2 separate regions of the Mus musculus genome follow, and region 2 is linked to region 1. The links are chromatin contacts, called in public promoter capture Hi-C maps. All regions are on one chromosome and are shown on one strand. Each heading gives the region's core, a stretch centred on a gene start, on an enhancer-like site or on the middle of the called end of the contact. The rest is flanking DNA. Distances are from core to core; before and after follow the strand shown.

What was found. Promoter capture Hi-C pulls out the DNA fragments that hold promoters and counts their contacts.
Region 2: a contact with region 1 is called in a promoter capture Hi-C map of pre-B cells, with 2.4 times the contacts expected there. The contact joins the promoter of Tor4a here to the promoter of Acbd5 in region 1. A contact is called at or near these places in 2 of 39 promoter capture datasets (neutrophils and pre-B cells).

Annotation. Positions count from the first base shown.
Region 1 is chr2:23,067,370-23,071,292 of GRCm38.p6, forward strand. Acbd5 (acyl-Coenzyme A binding domain containing 5) reads left to right here and starts at 1,703. Exons shown (of 14, transcript NM_001355637.1): 1 at 1,703-1,915; 2 at 2,082-2,250. The coding sequence starts at 1,901.
Region 2 is chr2:25,195,174-25,199,096 of GRCm38.p6, forward strand. Tor4a (torsin family 4, member A) reads right to left here and starts at 1,640. Exons shown (of 2, transcript NM_146115.4): 1 at 1,419-1,640; 2 at 1-752. The coding sequence starts at 716.

The sequences.
Region 1 (3,923 bases), core at 453-2,952:
TAATAAATAAATTCAGTGCAATCACTGGCAAAATATGCTGTCATTAGTCTGTCATTAGTAACTAATGATCTACAGAACCAGTAGGGTAGCTCATTACATAAGTCTAATGAGCAGTTGTCGAAATCAAGTATTAAAAATAAACACCCAACACTTTTTCAGAATATATATACCTGAGTATACTAGGAGTGACTGAGAAGCACCCAAGTTCAAGAAAAGAGTAGGTGAGGCAAAGATAAACACACAAAGCGTTCTCATGTTGAGAAGGTTAGAAAACTTGTGTTTCCCTTTTACATGATTAGGACAAGTCACATATTCATAGCAGGTTTTATGATTTGACTGACACTCGCTTGCTAAATCATTAAATTTTAGGACCTTGGGCAAGTCAACTATCATTTCCTCATCTATCAACACCTTACAGTGCTTTTGAAACAGATCATACGTTTGCCAAACATCACACATATGAAGGCGGTGAAGTACTAGGGAGCGGTTCTCTAGTGAAGCCTGCGTTCCTCCAGTGCCTTTGGTCTTTTTGATTAAACGATCAGTGAGTCCGGAACTGTTTCTGGGGTACTTTTGAATACAGGCCGCATGAGCCCTGAAAGAACTCTTCAGACGACACTGTTCTCAATACCCAGATAAACAAGCTATGTCAGAGGATTCCTTTCTGCTCGAAGCTTAAGAAGTACTTCGGAGACGCCCCAAACGCAATCCGGAAGAAAGGAACTTCCGCCACACACAGGAAGGGTGGGCTACAAGGAAAAACCGAACCGGAACCGGAGGGGGACTACGCCAGCCTACAGAGGAAGGTGTCCGGAAGCGCCGGGGGACTACAGTTCCCATAAGCCCGCGGGGGCAAGGTGCGGGGCAGGCGTCGAGACAAAACGGACAGGCCTTGCCAGTCATTTGGCTATATCAAGGTAAATGCCGACATCGCGGCTCCAAGGGAAGAGTGACTTATAGTTCGCAACTAGATTTTTACGAGTAATCTTCCCAACCCATCCTAAACCGACAAAACTGACGTTCCCAGCGGGGCGTCCTTGAGATTTCCAGGCCACGGCACTCTACGCCTGCGGGGAGCTTCCTAAGTGCCTACAACGCGGGCATTACGTTGTTCACCGACCATCTCCATCCCTAGCCTCCGGCGGAGCTGGACGTGGCTGTGCCTGTCTCCTGGGCCTGGAGAGTGGGTAGTGGAGGTGTTGCGCAGCAGGCCGCCACCGCTCACCTTTGCTCTCTCCGCGGCCACCCTTGGGGCCAGACGGTGAAAGCTGTCCCAGACTTGGGGGCCAGGGCTAAGCCCTTCCATCCTTGCCCTTAATCCTCCCTTTCTCCCCTTTAGCGTGTTGTATATCCACAGAAGAGGTCAAGTGCCTTCTCCTAGGTCACAGAGAGTAAATGTCAAAAGAAGTTTTGAAGCCACTTTTATGATTCACTCCCTTCTCCGGTTTAACCCCGAGGCTAGGCATTGAGGACCACCGACTCTTGTGTTTTTCTTTTCTTTAAACACTAGCGGTATCCAGGGGCCACCTTTAGGACCTGGCATAGAATCCTAGCGCGTCACCAGGCTTGCTGTCCTCAGCCCGAACATAAACAAGCACCGGGTTCTCCACAGACCAACCCCAGCCGGAGCGCCTTGCAGCCTCTTTTCCCCTCCTCTGAGAACGCGCAGCCCGTGCACGTCACCGCGGCGGAGCGGGTGGGTGGGGTTTGCTGCACGGCGGCCGCGGCGGCGGAGGCTAGTGGGTCCTCCGGTGACTCTGGGGCGGGGCTGTGGGGCGGCTGCCCACCGACGGCAGAACTTCTCAGGAATGGGGGGTGTGATTGGTTGGCCGGCATCTTCCGGGTGGGAGAAAGGGTCCGCTATCACGGGCGGCTCAACCTCCAAGGCCTGCTGCTAGAGATGCTCTTCCTCGCGGTGAGTTGTTTGGCTGTTTTTGTTGGCTGGGATGTACTCTTAGACACGCCCCACGAAGGAGGAAGGAACCGGGCCACCTGAGTTGATGTGGCCTTGATTGGGCAGGCAAAGGGGAATTGACCAGCTATGCTCCTGTCATTAATCCGCTGCTGCGCTCGGTGTTCAGTTTCATGCAGGCTCTTGGGGAAGCTGGTGCTGCTGCTGCTGTGTGATTACCGCGGACAGACCTTGGGACCGAGGCCGGCGCTGGCAGCTGGAGATGGCGGACACACCGTCAGTGTATGAAACCAGATTTGAGGCGGCCGTGAAGGTGATCCAGAGTTTGCCGAAAAATGGTATGTGCAGTGGGCTCTAGGTAAAAGACCTTTTCCAGCTGCTTCTAGTCTACCTTATTTAGCGCCCCCTCTCGCTCTGTCATTAAAAGAAATGTAATTGAAAGAAATGTAATTGAAAGAATGGTATTGAATGCTAATTAATTACCGCTGATTTTTGAGGCCAAAGGCGACGTATTATCTAGGTTTTAAGTAGTTTATATTCTTGAGAACAAGTCTTATCACTTAATGACTGTGGATTTGGGAAAGTTAAAAAACAAAAACAAAAACTGGGGAGGGATGTCTGGTGCTACCTAACTCAAAAGTGTAATCCGAACCTTCAGAAACTTTGATATGAAGCGGAAAGGAAAGGACAACTATATTCTCGTGTAAAATGATTATTTTGACTATGATGTGTCAGGTACGGTTTTCTTTGTGTGTATCCTGGCAACAGCTTGTAAAACTTTTTATAATTTTGTCTGACCAGTGTTAAGGATTTTTTTTTCCATCACTAAATTTTTTTTTCAGTGTTCTAAATAGAGAAGCTTGGGAAGAGAGACTTTTACTTTGAAATTTTATATCCATTTGCATTGTGATTTACTTTTCATAATAAATTAGATTAAAATTATCTTAAGCATTTTTATTGTGTGTGCTAGATTTGTAGGCCAAGTCAAACATAACATTACTATATTTGTATAGTATTTAATGTCTTCCCACTTTTCTTTTCTTTTTCTTTTTTTTTTTTTTTTTTTTTTTTCGAGACAGGGTTTCTCCGTGTAGCCCTGGCTGTCCTGGAACTCACTTTGTAGACCAGGCTGGTCTCGAACTCAGAAATCCGCCTGCCTCTGCCTCCCAAGTGCTGGGATTAAAGGCGTGTGCCACCATTGCCCAGCTATCTTCCCACTTTTCATGTATCATCATTTGGCTAAAAAATTAGTAGTAAGCATAGTTCATTCCAGTAAGAAATTTTCCGGAGGCATAGTTTTGGAAGCTTGTAGGGCATGTGTTGGCATGTACAAAGCCCTTATTTAGTTCCTGCACACCTTCAGAATCAGTGGCACAGGCTGCTTTGCGATGCCAGCTTTCTTGGAGGATCAGGAGGGCTGGAGCTTTGATTTGGCAGTGGATCACTTGCTTACTGTGTAGAAGCTCTAGGCTCCATGGTGTTGTCTATGTTTCACTTTGTATTGGAGGAGAACACAGTGAAGACTAAAGGGTAAGTCCAAATAAGCTGAAGGAAGGAAGGAGTAATAAGACCAGTGTGGTGATGGATGCCTTTAATCTCAGGACTCCAGAGGCAAAGGCAGTTGGATCTTACGAGTTCAAGGCCAGTCTGATCTGGATAATGAGAACCTGTCTCAAAAAACAAAAAAGAAAATAGCATAAGAACTCAATTAGACATTTACTAAAAAAATTGTTTTAAATTTTATTTACATTGGTGTTCTGCCCCCAAGTATGTCTGTGTGAGAATGTCCGATCCCCTGGAACTGGAGTTACAGTTATGATCATGAACTGTTATGTGGGCGCTGAGATTTGAACGCAGGTCCTTTGGAAGAGTGGCTAGTGCTCTTAACACTTGAGCCACCTCTCCAGCTCCAGATATGGAGATTTTTTAAATGTTCCACTAGGAGTATTTATAGGAAGGTATGATTTCAGAATTTCATGTAAGTAGTGTGTTCACTTCTCTAAGCCCTGCA
Region 2 (3,923 bases), core at 390-2,889, 2.1 Mb after region 1:
GCCAGCTCCTTCCGGCAGTCCTGAACCGGGCGTGGCTCTGGACAGTGATATCGTGCATGGTACTGCAGAACCAAAGCACCATCTTCCAGCACTGCGCGAAAGTGGCGCGCCAACAGACGCCCCACGTGACTCTTGCCTACACCACTGGGCCCGTGCAGTGCCAGGAGCAAGGGATGACTGTGCACATGTGTAGCCAGGTAGTCTCGCAGCAGGGCCATGATGCGGCCCACAGCAGCTGGCTGTCCAAACACAGAACGCTGCAGCGCCTTCTCCAGCCCGTCGAGGTCGTAACGTTGTGCATTATCGTCTAGATTCTCAATGGCGTTGAGAACCTGGAACCCCACAATGGCTACAAGAAGCAGCAGACAACGCTGTGCACGACTCTGCCGCTCTGTGCGGGGTCGGCACTTCCGTGAGGTTTCTGGGTAGAGAACTACCCGACTACGCCTGCGCCTCTTGCGGGGTGTCCTAGAAGTCAGCTCTGTCAGGCTGTCGAAGGTGAAGAATTTAGGTTGGTCTAGGTCGGCACGTAGAGTGCCCAAGCTGCCGGTGGGCCCAAGTGTCCCTGTCCCAGAGTCCGGCTCAGTGCCTGGCTGCAAGAGGCGCCTCTTGCGCAGGACGCAGACTCGGCGGCGCAGACGGAGCACGGCGCGCACTGGCGCTATCACACATGGTCCCTTGGCCTGGGGCTCTAGGCTAGGATGGCTGCGGTCCATGGTTCAGGACCTATGCTGGGCATGTAGTTCCCCTCCCTGCAATAGAAAAATGGGAAGACTTCGTGAGTCCCCGATCTTACCCTCTTGGGGTTCCTTAAGGTACTTTCCGGCCAAATACTGGCCCCGCCTCGCTAGTTCCACTAACCAGGAAGCCCGGCTCTCAGCAGGAGGGCCCCAACGCATGCAAATCTCTTGGGTCCTCTCCGAAAAGGCCTAGGCTGTGAGGAAGTGCGGGGGTGGGGCGAGGTGTATAATTTATCATACTGTTGACCTCCCTCTTAGAGGAATAAACAGAAGGCTCGTTGTCACTGATTAGGGTTATAGAATGGTCAAATTGGACCCTGCACAAACACACCCAGCACCTATCAGACTGTCAAAGGCTTTACAGGTCCCAAGTAGGCACCTTGTTCCAGAGGACTCAGTACCCCTAAGAGTTGAGACTCTCCCCATACTTAGGACAGTTGGTGGAATATGCAGACAAACTTTCATGGTTTTGAGAATGGATTCTAGCACTGTCCCTAGTCACAACCTAGGCCTTCCAACCCACTCCCACCCTTAGCTCCCATCCAAGCCCAAATCTGGGGTCCCTCACCATCCTCCCAGAGAACACAAGAGCAGAAAAATGAACAAGAGCCGAGGAAGGATTAAAGCCTTGCCTCTGAGGAGGCTGGCCTGAAGCTCTCCATATCTGCAGCTACCTACCTGCAGCTGCGCAGGCTCCTCCAGCTCAGCCACTCCCTTCCAAGGCCAGGAGCCAGCAACTCAGGAAGCAGGAAATGCTAGTCTTCCACCCAATCGGTGAGGTGGGTGGGCCAGGGTCTGGCTGGCCCAACTCAGGCTTGAAGGGGTAACAACTTCTGCAGGTCCCCAGGGACAGGAACAGGGGAAGCTCTGGGGAGGTTTCCGCTTAGATGCAAAGGAAGTGAGTCAGGGGTGCTGGCAGGCGGAGCTTGGGCTGAACGGAACCACCAGTGGGGGCAGGTCTGGCTGACTGACCCAGAACCCCTATCCAGGGCACAGAGAGGGAGGAGCCCGTCCAGCAGCTCTTCCCATAGGTTCCCTGGACTCCTGAAAGCTCAGTCTGCCCTCTACTGACATCGCCTCTGCCAGGATACCCCTTTCCCTGACCCAGATAAACTGAGGAAGTGACCCAAAAGACCCTACTTAGTAAACTAGTAGAAAGCAGGTCATTTGCTCAGCGGGGTGCCTCTAATCCCTTTTCTTCTGTACTTCCCTTCCTTTCCCTTCTCTACCGCCCACCCTCCCCTTTGCCCATTCACCTGGACCTCTCATAGGGCAGGACCCAAGAAACAAAAGTTCTAGCGCTAGGGATAGAACCCCTTATGTCTCAGAGCCCTTGTGGAGTGGGAGAGCAGATAGAAAAATGTTCTTTGAGCAAGAACTGGGAGACAGAAAAGCTTTAGACTTTTCATGGCAACCTGTTTGCCTGCAGCCCTGCCCACCTCCATGCCCATTTATGCAGGAAGGGAAGTGCCTCAGACTCCTCCCATTCTGAAAGGGAGCTGGTTGCTTCCTTGGCCAGCCTGGGATCCTGAACTTTCCAGAACTCTCACAAAGTTTAGAGTGGCCAGAGAGGATAAGTGTTTCCAGAGCCATCTAAACAACTCAGCCTCACCCATGACCCCCCCCCCATCTACACTTCACAGACCGTGTAAAATATCAATGCACACAGCTGATTGAGCAGGCCCTAGAGGGAAGAGGCTCTTAGAAACCTTAGTTTTCTAGTCGAGAATTTCCTGACCCAAGGATACTGGGCCCTGGGGTCCTGGATCAGGCCCTGCAAGAAAGGGACAGGATAATCTTTAGGTAAACCCAATGCTGGCCAGCTACTTTTCCAAGAGGCTGATCTATCGAACTCTCTAGGGCCCAGAGTCCCATTCCGGAATAAGGAAAAGAGCTGATAAAGTGACCCATTCAGGGAACTCATGCCCCAGAGTTACTTTTTGCAAGGATAAGGCTTTGATAGACAGAAGGTTCACAAGCCTCAGTGCCCAATCCCTGGTCCCAACCCTACTGTAAAATCCAACCTCACCAGCCCCAAACCTGACCCTTCACCTACCACACCCTTTCCTTTCACAGCTCCTTGAAGGCACACTTGGCCCACACTAGCAGAATCCAGCCACACAGACCTTTTGTCTCTCCCAGGCTTCAGCCTCTAGCAGTCCTTCCCTCTGCCCAGTTACCCTGCCTGGCATCCAGTCCACTCACAGCTTCTGTTCTCAGCCCAGACCTTTCCTGTCTACCCCATGTAGCCCTAGTCACCATCCTAAGTGCATGAAAACAGCCCCAAGAGCCTTCCTGAAATGTCTGTGCTGTGTAAGTAGCAGCTGCCTGGATATGACAACCTCAAGTCCCAGTGTCATAAGCTTTTTACTAATGGATCACTGCCATCACCCCACAGACATGTTTCTTCCACTTTTAAAATAACCAAGCAAGCCGGGCACTTGGGAGGCTGACAAGTAGGTGGGGGATCTGTGACTCTGAGAACAGCCTGGTTTACATACCAAGTTCCAGGACAGCCAGGGCTACAGAGACCCTGTCACAGAAAATAATATAATAATAATAATACAGGAGAATCTAGCAGCACTTCCCCCAACTGAAGGCCTGTGTTTTTTTGACCTGTGACCTCTACACAGCTGGAAACTTAAGCAGCGCTCCTGTGGTCCCACAGTGATCTAGTTGTGGTGTCATTGGCTGAAGTCTCCCCCAGCCACCTAGAGGGTGGTGGAGGCTGAAAATTCAATCCACTGTGCTGTGCCTTCAAGATTGGTGGTTATGATCAAATGAGGTTGTAAAAATGTCACCTTGTCATTCCATGGCTTTAAAGAGAGAAAACAGAACCCATACATTTTCATTCCCTCCCTCCCTGCCCTTCCCCATCCCTCTCTGTCCCCTTCTCCCCCAATCACTGAGGTACCCTATGCCTCAGGCCTCTGTCAGAAAGGCTACTATCATTAAATTCATCCTGATCTTTGGACCAGGTTCTTGAGCCAAAATAAACACACTTTATGATTCATCTAGTCTATAGTGTTGCTTATAATAGAAAACCGTTCCTTCCCCTTCACTCAGCTTCAGGGATATATTCACTAGCCTGCCCCTCCCCACCTGGTGACATACAGCCAGATTCAGCCAAGGTACATACCATTCATTCACAACTGGGAAAAGCTAGGCACAGACTGGGGGCCC